Regions from separate parts of the Anas platyrhynchos genome. Here region 1 is linked to region 2. A link is a contact called in public Hi-C data. All regions are on one chromosome and are shown on one strand. The core of a region is the stretch at or near the end of the contact, and the rest is flanking DNA. Distances in the headings are between cores, read along the strand shown.

Evidence for each region. A called contact is a pair of places that touch in the nucleus more often than the background predicts.
Region 1: a Hi-C map of skeletal muscle shows a contact between it and region 2, with 2.3 times the contacts expected there. The contact joins the enhancer-like site here to the promoter of SERINC5 in region 2. A contact is called at or near these places in 2 of 8 Hi-C or Micro-C datasets (liver and skeletal muscle).

What each region holds. Positions count from the first base shown.
Region 1 is chrZ:24,296,628-24,301,776 of IASCAAS_PekinDuck_T2T, reverse strand. THBS4 (thrombospondin 4) reads left to right here. Exons shown (of 22, transcript XM_027446801.3): 13 at 1,278-1,437; 14 at 2,155-2,273; 15 at 3,055-3,107. Among named protein-coding and RNA genes, the nearest start is that of THBS4, 29 kb to the left of the region's middle. Within about 2 kb of position 3,841, at least 1 of the 8 cell types and tissues checked has an H3K27ac peak or open chromatin away from gene starts, as enhancers often do.
Region 2 is chrZ:24,245,770-24,250,920 of IASCAAS_PekinDuck_T2T, reverse strand. SERINC5 (serine incorporator 5) reads right to left here and starts at 3,148. Exons shown (of 12, transcript XM_038170078.2): 1 at 2,986-3,148. The coding sequence starts at 3,012.

The DNA of each region.
Region 1 (5,149 bases), core at 2,592-5,091, 50 kb before region 2:
TACTATGTTATATTTTAGCATTGAATTTTACATCTTTTTTTTATACAGAACTTGTCTCCTTTCACACTCTCCCATAACATGGCCTCTAGCAACATAGTGTCTTTCATTTTAAAGAGCAGTTTGGCCTGACATAACATTTCATGAGGGATCCAACCCCCCTGTATCTCCCCCCCCACATTTCATGAGGGATCCAACCCCCCTGCCCCCTCCCCCCAATTAATGGGTGTCTTGCCAATAACTTGAAAAAGCTTTGGATCATGTTCTGAAAGAGAAAGAGGTTTCCATGTGGGGATTCTGCTGCAGAATACACCAGAGTGTAAATTCATGTTGTAAAAGCTCTTTTCCATTCACCCCATATTCTCACATGTGTGGTATTCTACACAAAGACCCTTGTGTGGTATTTCTTCATGCACTTGCAAGGAAGACAGCAAGGATGCCCTGTCCAGAGTACACATGTCCATGTGGAGCTAGGGCAAACTAGCAATCGTAGAAGGCAATCACAGTCTGTTTTGCCACAGAGACCAACCCTCAATTCTGGTAGTCTGAGGAACTTCATTTTCTTAATGTTCTGGAAGGAAAGATATTAAATCCTCCTTCAACTGTAAATCCCTATGCAGATTCAGCCTTTTCACAATCAGGTAACTTCCATACTGTTGATAAGCTCTGTTTTGCCTCTTGCTCCACATGTGTGAGGTCATGGGTGTGCTAGATGTGAGAGACTGTTTACACTTCTTTGAATTTCAGTTTTCCCTGTGTGCCTTCTGAGGGGAAGATAAAGTCAATAGCAGCTTGTATGACAAAAGAGTAAGACTTGTACATTTTTTTGCATCAAAAATCCTATTTTTCCAAGTGTTTTCCTTTTGTTTGAGTCTCTACCAGAAGGGGGCAACCATCTTTCACTGAGAGCATCTACGAGCCCTATCGAGATCTCTGAACAGCAGCTTTTCAGAAGGTCCATGTAAGGAAGACAGGGCATCAAAACAGGTTACTCATGTGAACCCATCCAAAATGAGAATCAGAAGTCAAAGTTATAAATAAAAGCCTTATGGTACTCAGTGTTCATGTTTAGTGTTTCCATGGTGTGGCTCAAAGTAAAACTTTGAGGGGGAGCCAGTGAAATCTAGTCTGGAGCTGATGTTCACATAAAATATCCAACTGCCCACAGTAAACATTTCTCATGAAAACAGAAATAAATGCAAGGGTTATATAAATCCACTAAAGTAGAAATGAAAGATTCAGGGTATGGTTCATTCCTAATTTGGATCTATGTCTTGCAGGATAACTGTGTCTTGACTCCCAATGTTAACCAGAGAAATAGTGACCAAGATATCTTTGGAGATGCTTGTGACAACTGCCGCAATGTCCTGAATAATGACCAGAGGGACACAGATGGTGATGGGAAAGGAGATGCTTGTGATGATGACATGGATGGCGATGGTTGGTAATTCTTCACTTACAGCTTCTCTGATGTTCTTGAAATTGACCCAGAAAATGCTGTGCATTAGAAACTTCCTGCTAACAGCTGCTAAGTGTAATGTAACATGTTGTCTTTCTTCATTAAACCTCTGTTTGGAAGTTGTTTGTTTTTTTGTTGTTGTTGTTGTTTTTTGTTGTTGTTGTTGTTTTTTTTTAGATTAATTTATATCTTTTAGTCTCCATCTGAAGCACCGAATGCTTTATAACAGATAAATTGAGCTTTGTTTCATGTATAAGTTAAGGTCATTGGTCATTCGGTAACTCCTTAAAGATGTGAACATGTCCCAGAGTATCCAGCTCTGCCTGTCTCAGATGCTCAGGAGCTACAAAATGTATTATTTCCGTTGCTGTAAGAGGCTTCAAAGAATTGGAAAAAGTCAAAGCCCTTCAGATGTAATAACAAAGATAAAATGTTTCATCCTGTAATATGACGTGGGGAACAAGAAGTGTGTGTAACTAATGAAGTATGTGTGATTGGGTTATAAGCTGTTCCTCAGCAAGATGTTTCTAACATCTATTAAATGAGCGGATATACTTCTAAGAAAGATTTGCTGTGCAGATTTATTATTTCATTGCAAGATTAAACAGTTGCTGGAAAGGAATAGTGTTTTTACTATCCTTCATGTTTACCTTGTCCATAAATTGCTTTTAACTAACATCCTATCCACCTTCTGTTAGGTATTAAGAACCTTTTGGATAATTGTCAGAGGATTCCCAACCAAGACCAGGAGGACAAGGATAATGACGGTGTTGGTGATGCCTGTGACAGCTGCCCTACAGTCAGCAACCCAAACCAGGTTAGCAGGCAGAAAAAAAAAAAAAAAGTCCTTATTTAAGGGAAGGGACTGTTTAGATCCAAAAAGATGCAAGAGAATGAGGCGGCCAGTGTTTATTTTTTATCAGTAGGTATTCAGGATGTTTTGTGGACATTGATCTGCTTCTGTCATTGAAAATAGGAGCCACAATGTGTATTCTAATATCCTGGGATGTTGTTAACATCTCTCCCCTACTAGTATCTTCAGCTGTCAGACTGTAAAACGTAGGCCTGCTCCAGTCCCATGAAGTGCAATGCCACACACCACACAGTGGCATGATATGGTTACATTCAGTATTTCTTTAATTAGGACCAAATTTAGATGTCATTAATTCGTAAAATTTTCACTGCTTGTGGGTGAGAAGTCAATTAGACTTTTGATTTGTTTTAAATTCTGATTAAACCATTTGAAACTACTAAATGCTGGAAGCTTTAAAGAAACATGGTAGATTTTTGAAGCCACGTAAGAGATGAACCTCAGTTAGACATAAGGGGTACTTAATTCCAGTTGTTGAGGAATCTTGTTTGAACTGCTCATCCTGAACTACTCCAGTCTAGTTTAACTCTGCCTATTCATTGTATGTGTTTTTCTTTAATAAAACTGACTTTTTGGTTAAATGAATGATGCAAAGAAGAAAATAGGTTTTACAAAACAAAGATTTTTCCGTGCTTTTATTTTTAATTGTTTATGTTTTGATAATACTGCCTTTTTAATAGATGCTCTCAGCAGCTGATACTGGAATTTCCTCTGTTTTCTTTTGCAGTCTGATATCGACAATGACCTGGTTGGAGATTCGTGTGATACCAATCAGGACAGGTACAGTGTGTTATAGCTTATGACAGCAGCAGGGAAGAGAACAGGCTATTGTGAGCTGAAGCATTCTACTGGTTCTTGGAGAATTGTTATCCCTCATATTAGGCAGCATTTGATTTTAATACCTCCTCAAGGGGGTCATTTCAAAAACAACGTTGTGATTTATAAGCCTTGTTGGTTCACTTCCCTGTAGCAGTATGGTAATGGAGCCCTTCACTCCAGCCCCATGTTCACACACACTTCCTATGAATTTCTGTGGAAATGACACTAATAGCAGTGTCAGGAATCACACTATGAGCACCTTGCAGAGCTTTGTAGTGAGGGAACATGCTCTCTTTTTTTTTTAATTGTCTTCCTTTTTCATTCCTCTCTTTTTTAGCAGAAACAAGAAACAGTTTAGCATTCCTCTCTCTGCTTTAGCAGAAATTTCACAGTTAAGGGGTATGTGGTTTTCCATAAGAACACAGTGTTTCAGAACTTTATTAGCATGCACAAAACATTTCCAAATATACCACTTTGCTTTAGACACAGCAAGAGTGGCAAGGCTGCTCTATTGCCTTCACATGCCCCGACTGTTCAGGGGAGCATGTCCTACAAGAAACTGCATGACACCTCTCTGGAAGCAGGTTCTGCACAACCACCTTTGAGGGCATCAAGTCCTCCCCCATGCTCCTCACTTGAAGCGAGGGGAAAGGGAAGTGATAAATCCTGTGCTGACGCAACCAAGCTGCAAGGTCTGACCTTGTGGCTCTTGGTGGCTGCTATGAGTTCAGGAGTCTACTTCCCCACTTCTGCTGGGAGCACTTCTGAGAGTTTTGAACCACTAGCTGATGAGGCCCCCAGTGTTTGGGAGCTGTTTCACTCTTAAGTATGGCCTTGTTGTTTTTTTTCCTGTTTTCAAAAAGGAACATGTATTTTTTTCCTCAAACCTAACTAATCTGCAGGAAGAATCTCCTGGTAGAACATACTGTTGTCCTGCCTGAGGTTAACCTCTCAACAGACAGATGTGCATGGTCCTCACTGTATTTCCACTTGAGGACTTGTAGGCATTAGTTGCTCTGATCTAAAATTAAAGCACCTTTCTTAAGCAGGGTGGGACAGGTGGGAATATGCATAGCTGTAAACTGCAACGCAGCCTCTTTTGCTCTGCCTATGCTAAACAAAAGGCTGCGGAGGGGAAATATGTCCACCTTGCCAGAAAACATTTTGTTTGTGGTGTGTGTGCAAAACACACCTGACTTCAGGCCATTGCTGTGGCTTTTATCCTAATCTCTGGGCACATGTCTGAAGTGTCCCTGCACCTCCCCTGGGGAATAAAATCTCATCATAAAAGTGTGCCCAGAATCCTAGAAATACAACAGCTGCATTTAGCTCTTGGGCTAAAAAAAAAATAAAAATCTGTTGGAAACAAGAAGTACAAGCCCCTCAAGCCCTCTTTTTTTCTTTGTCCCAGTGGTTAAGATGTACTTAGCCTTTTAAATGGAAAAACAAGGCAGCCATTCCATAACCCTTTCCTATACTTTGTGTCTCTGGTACTGGTGACTCTTCATGTAACCACCTGATGTTTTTTGTTGTGCTTGGGAGCTGCAGACTCCTTACTGCTCAGCTACCCATGGGAAAGTAACATAACAAGATATGGTATGCAGGAGGTTGAAAGTGGTGCTTTTTTAAAAAAAAAAAAAAAAAAAAAAAGTCTGATTTCTGGTGCTCACACAGATTCTTTCACAGATTTCACTCACACTCACGCATTCATGAGCACCGAGACACTTGTGGATGTTATGGGCAGAGATGCCGACTGTTGACCTCTTACTGTGTCTCCTGGGTGCCTTTTGGTTGGTGACACGGCACTTGTTGGGTGTGCTTTAGGTGCTTGTTAGGAGCACGTGTCATTTGGGATCCTGGCTGTGGAATCTTTTCCCACTCCCTGTAAGGCTTTCTTCTGTTTTCCTCATCTGGGTAGCCTTCTTCCTCTGCCACCTTACTGTATGGCCTGATTGTTCCTTGTCTCTTTGCTGTTCAGCTGCCTAAGTGACACCAGGTCACAA
Region 2 (5,151 bases), core at 1,899-4,398:
GCTGAGGTGACAGAGCTGTCCCTCACAGCCTCCCCTGTGAAGCGATGAAGGGGATGGGGCTGCCAAACCCCTCCTGGGCCTGCAGATGCAACCAGGCAGCACTGCACAGCCTGGTGGCCCCAGCACACTTCCTTCCCCTGCCACACAGACCACCAACCCCATCAGTCTGATGCTGACCTAAGCCATGACTTTAAATAGGGCTTTTTTCATATTTTTGTTTTTTAAACCCTCAGCATTAGAGGTCTGGGTATAAAATAAAAATCTGATATTCTACTCGTGGCACATCTTACTTCATTTACTACACTATAGGACTTCTAAGTGCTGAACAGCACTAAAGAAAGCACTTGAGATTTAACAGACCTACAAAAATAGCTTTGAATGCTTTATAAGCTTTAATAACTACCAGTTCTAATTGAAAAATCCATCTTCTTGAACAAGCCAATTGGAGCATACTGCCCCCTAAAAACTAAATGCTAACTATTTAAATTACATTTATTTAACTCTGGAAAAAAAACATATTCATTGTAATAAAGATTTTCCGCAACAGCTGCTTTTCTTAACCATGATCTCAACTTTATTCTCTTGAGAATAACTACTGAAGAAAAGCCAAATGTAAAATCCTGTTTCCTGTCAATTTAAGCAGATGTTTTTATGTAATCAAAAGCATTGTGGAGGCCCAAGCTAGACTGTATTCACTCTGCATTCTGAAAATAGGTCCACCAAAGAAATGCTAGCAAAAGAAACATTAGTAAGCCTATTACAGCACAAACACCTAAAAATGACAATTTTCTGCCAAATAGGTTTGCATGCTGCACAATAAAAAACAGTGGCAAAAATTAGAGCTTATAAATGACCAAGACAGAGGCTTGCTTCCTTCAGAGTAAGTTCCCATGGTCTACTTGGCAAGGATGCAAGTCGCACAGTAACGTTAATTGAGATTATTTCAAATAACTTCTGTTAGTGCAAAATCAGCATAACCAAAGGACATTGAATTTTGGCAGCCACCCCTTTAACAACAGGAATCTGGGCCGAGGAACCTGAAAGCATTTATTCAGACAGGCATCATCGGCTAGATGTTCAGCACAGCTTGGTCCAAGCCCAAAAGAACTGATAACTCCTTGTCTGCTTCACATCAGGAAAACTTGCTGGCATTACGAATGGAGAAAATTGATAGTCAAGAGATGTTAACCCACAAGAAAACTTTGATATCAGCACTTTCACAGCTCACGAGGAGGATGCTGAAGTTCCCAGTCAGTTCTAGGAGAGCAGACCCAGAGAAACACAGCAAGGCAGAGACACGCAGGCCAAAAACACTTTTTTTTTTTTTCTGTTGTTGTTACAACACAACACTCCAACAAAACAAACGCCATGGGATATCACGCACATTAAACCAGCATTTCTTAGGCCAAAAGGAGAGACCAGCATAAGGGCTGTTTTTCAGGACTCACTGTGTAAGGTCCCATCTCTCCTCAAGCATATCATTGCTGTTTCTGTAGGGACGGTCACATCCTGCAGAACGTTTAAAGAGAGGCCAAATTCCTCCTCAGTTTTTCAGCTTGATTAACAGTACTTGTAAAATGCCTGAAGAAGTTCAGCTGAGAGAGAAAGAACTTCTACCCCTTCTTGTTTACTATAATGAACACGCGGGAATAACAGCCTCCCCTCCATCAAGGTTGGAACTCATCTAGCTGTGAACTCAAAGACCATTTTTCCTTTTCAAAAAGTTACACTGTACACTATCGAAGCACGATTTATGTCATTTATCATCTTAATCTGTATATAAAAAGGTTAGCCACGCTAAGTGTGCTGGTACAAGCCCAACAATATGCTGTATTTAGTGCAGATAAGTCTTACATCAAAAATAATGTTTGAGCCAGCAGAATACATCTCCCCAGGGTATTGCATAATTCTGGCACCATGACTGCATGGTTAGGGCTTTTGCTTAGGCTCCAACATCACGAAGGAGTTCAGCTTCTTTCCAGACTCCAAAGTGACGCATCAGTGTCAATAAAACACATTACTACTAGATATTACTACACTGAGAGTGGCTCTAAGAAACCTTCACAGTTCAGTCGTGCTGAATCCATGCCATTCAGCACATGGCCCTCATGACAGCTTTGTCCTCCTGGTTTTAAGATGCTTCTCCAGGAGGTACACCAAAAAAGCAACGAGATGTGAACAGCCACGAACCACCCCCGTAGCTGTGCCTACTGCCAGCACTTTGTTCTTTCCACACTGTGGAAAAGACTGAGGAGGGCTAAACCTTGCTTCAAGCGCTGCCAGAATGTGTGTGAAACAGCAGCCAAGGAATCACAGGATCTTTAGGGTTGGAAGAGACCTCCACGGTCATCTGGTCCAAACATCTCCCTACCACCAATGTCAGCACTGAACCATGTCCCCAAGCACCACGTCCAACCTTCTCCTGAGCACCCCCAGGGACAGTGACTCCACCACCTCCCTGGGCAACCCGTCCCAGTGCCTGACTGCTCCTTCTGAGCAGAAATGTCTCCTCATTTCCACCCTGAACCTCTTCTGGTGCAAATTGAGGCCATTCCCTCTGCTCCTATCACTGGTTACCTGCGAGAAGAGGCCGACCCCCAGCTCCCCACACCTTCCTCTCAGGTAGCTGCAGAGAGCAATGAGGTCTCCCCTGAGCCTCCTCTTCCCCAGGCTGCACACCCCCAGCTCCCTGCACACCCCCAGCTCCCTCAGCCGCTCCCGCAGGACCCGAGACCCACCGGCGCAGCAGCGCTGCCCCACGCAGGCTCTGCCCCCTTCCGTGCTCCCTGGCGAGCTGCAGGGAGCCCGGGGGACGGGCAGGCTGAGCCGCCCTTCACCCCCTGCACCTCCACAGAGCCGCAGCCGCGGGGACGAGCCCACAGCGACCGCTCCAGCTCGAGGCAGCGCCAGCGGCTGCCGAGACCCGCGAGCACAACGGAGAGCTCCGAGCCCCCCGGGGGCTGCCCCCAAGCCCCCCGCCCCTACCTGGCCGGCGCAGCAGGGCGCGGACATCCCGGCTCCGGCTCTGGCTCCGTCCCCCCGGCCCCTCGCCGCCTCCCTCAGCCCATGCGGGTGCGGGTTTGGGTTGGGCTGGGCCGGGCCGCGCAGGGCACCGCGGCGGCGGCGGGCGGGGCCGCACCGCCTCTGCCCGCCGCCCTCGGCCCGGCCCCGCCGCCCGCCTTCCGCTGTCGTCAGGGAGCGGCGGCCCCCGAGGCCCGGGGAGCCCGCTCAGGGCGCCCCGCGGCGGGGAGACCCGCGGCAGGTGCGGGCCCGCAGCCCCCAGCCCCCAGCCCCCGGCCCGCTGCGTGCACCTGCGGGGCGGCCCCAGGGCGCAGAGACGTCGGGCGGGTGGCACGGCCAGGGGCGGGTTGGGGGGGGAGGAAGGGCGGTGGGGAGAGGGTTGGCAGCTCCGCCTGGCAGGTTCCTCAGGACATTGGGGTGCACGGCCCCTGCAGCGCTGCAGGGCTGCGGCAGGGTGGCTGGGAACTGTGCAGGGGAAAGGACCTGGGGGTGCTGCTCGATGCTCACCTGAACATGAGCCGGCAGTGTGCCCAGGTGTGTCAGGAATGGTGCAGCCAGCAGGAGCAGGGAGGTGATCGTCCCCCTGTGCTCTGCTCTGGTGAGGCCGCACCTCGAGTGCTGTGTTCAGCTTTGGGCCGCTCACTACCAGAAGGACATCGAGGCCCTGGAGCGTGTCCAGAGCAGGGCTATGAAGCTGGTGAAGGGCCTGGAACACAAGTCCTATGGGTAGCGACTGAGGGCACTGGGGTTGCTCAGTTTGGAGACAAGGAGGCTCAGGGGAGACCTCATTGCTCTCTGCAGCTACCTGAAAGGAAGGTGTGGGGAGCTGGGGTTTGGCCTCTTCTCACAGATAACCAGTGATAGGACCAGAGGGAATGGCCTCAAGTTGTGCCAGGGGAGGTTCAGGGTGGAAATGAAGAGACATTTCTCCTCAGAAAGAGCAGTCAGGCACTGGGACGGGTTGCCTAGGGAGGTGGTGGAGTCACTGTCCCTGGGGGTGTTCAGGAGAAGGTTGGACGTGGTGCATGGGGACATGGTTTAGTGGGTGACACTTGTGTTAGGGAGATGTTTGGACCAGATGATCTTGGAGGGCTTTTCCAACCTTAATGATTCTGTGATCCTATGACCTCACAGGGCTCTGTAGACTTGTACCTGTTCGGTTTCATTGGGTCATCCCAAACCCAATCTTCACTCACAGCAGGAAGGATTTTGTTCCCCCAGTCCCTGCCTTGAGGCTCAAGGGCTTGAGAGACTGCAAAGTTGTGGGAAAAGTGAAGACTGAGGCAAAAAAAGTTGCAGAGTACCTCATCCTTCCCCATATCTGTTGTTACCAGTTCACCCTTCTGGTTTATTTTGGGGGGGGGGGGGGGGGCGTACCCTCATTAGCCTTCCTCTTTTAGCTAATATACCTCTACAATCCCTTCTTACTATTCTTTGCAACCTTTTCCTACTTCAGCTCCAACTGTGCCTTGGCTTTCCTGATCTTGTCCCTGTGCATCTGGGTGACATCCCCATATCCTTCCCAGGCCACATACCCCTGCTTCCACTGCCTGTGCAGTTCCTTCTTGTGCCTCAGTTTGACCAGCAGCAGGTCCTTGCTCAGCCATTTTCCTGCCTTCCGTGCTTGATTTATTACACATGGGGATCCAGAGCACTTGTGGTCTGTGAAAGCTGTTCTTAAAGAGTTGGCAGCTCTGATCAGTTCCTCTGTCCCTCAGGACAGTGTCCCAGGGGATTTCATCCACTAGAGTTCTTTAAACAGCTGGAAGATTGCTCTCCTAGAATTCAGGGTCCTGACTTCACTCTTGGCCAGCCCTATATCCCTCAAGATCACAGATTCCACCAGGAGTGATCACTGCAGCCCAGACTGCCTCCAATTTTGACCTCTGTTATTATTCCATCCACGGTGGTGAGCGCCAGGTCCAGTAATGCTTCTCCTCTCATTGGGCTATTACCTAGATAACTCAGCTTCTTGTGTGATTTCAGGGTATTTTGCAAACAAAGCCAACAGTGGTAGCAATCGGGTTCTCTGTGGGAAGACTCCCTTGTTTTGTTTGCTTTGTTGCCTCCATGTATATCCATGCTATAATATTTAATATAAATATTTAAGGCATTTTAAAACTAAAGTAC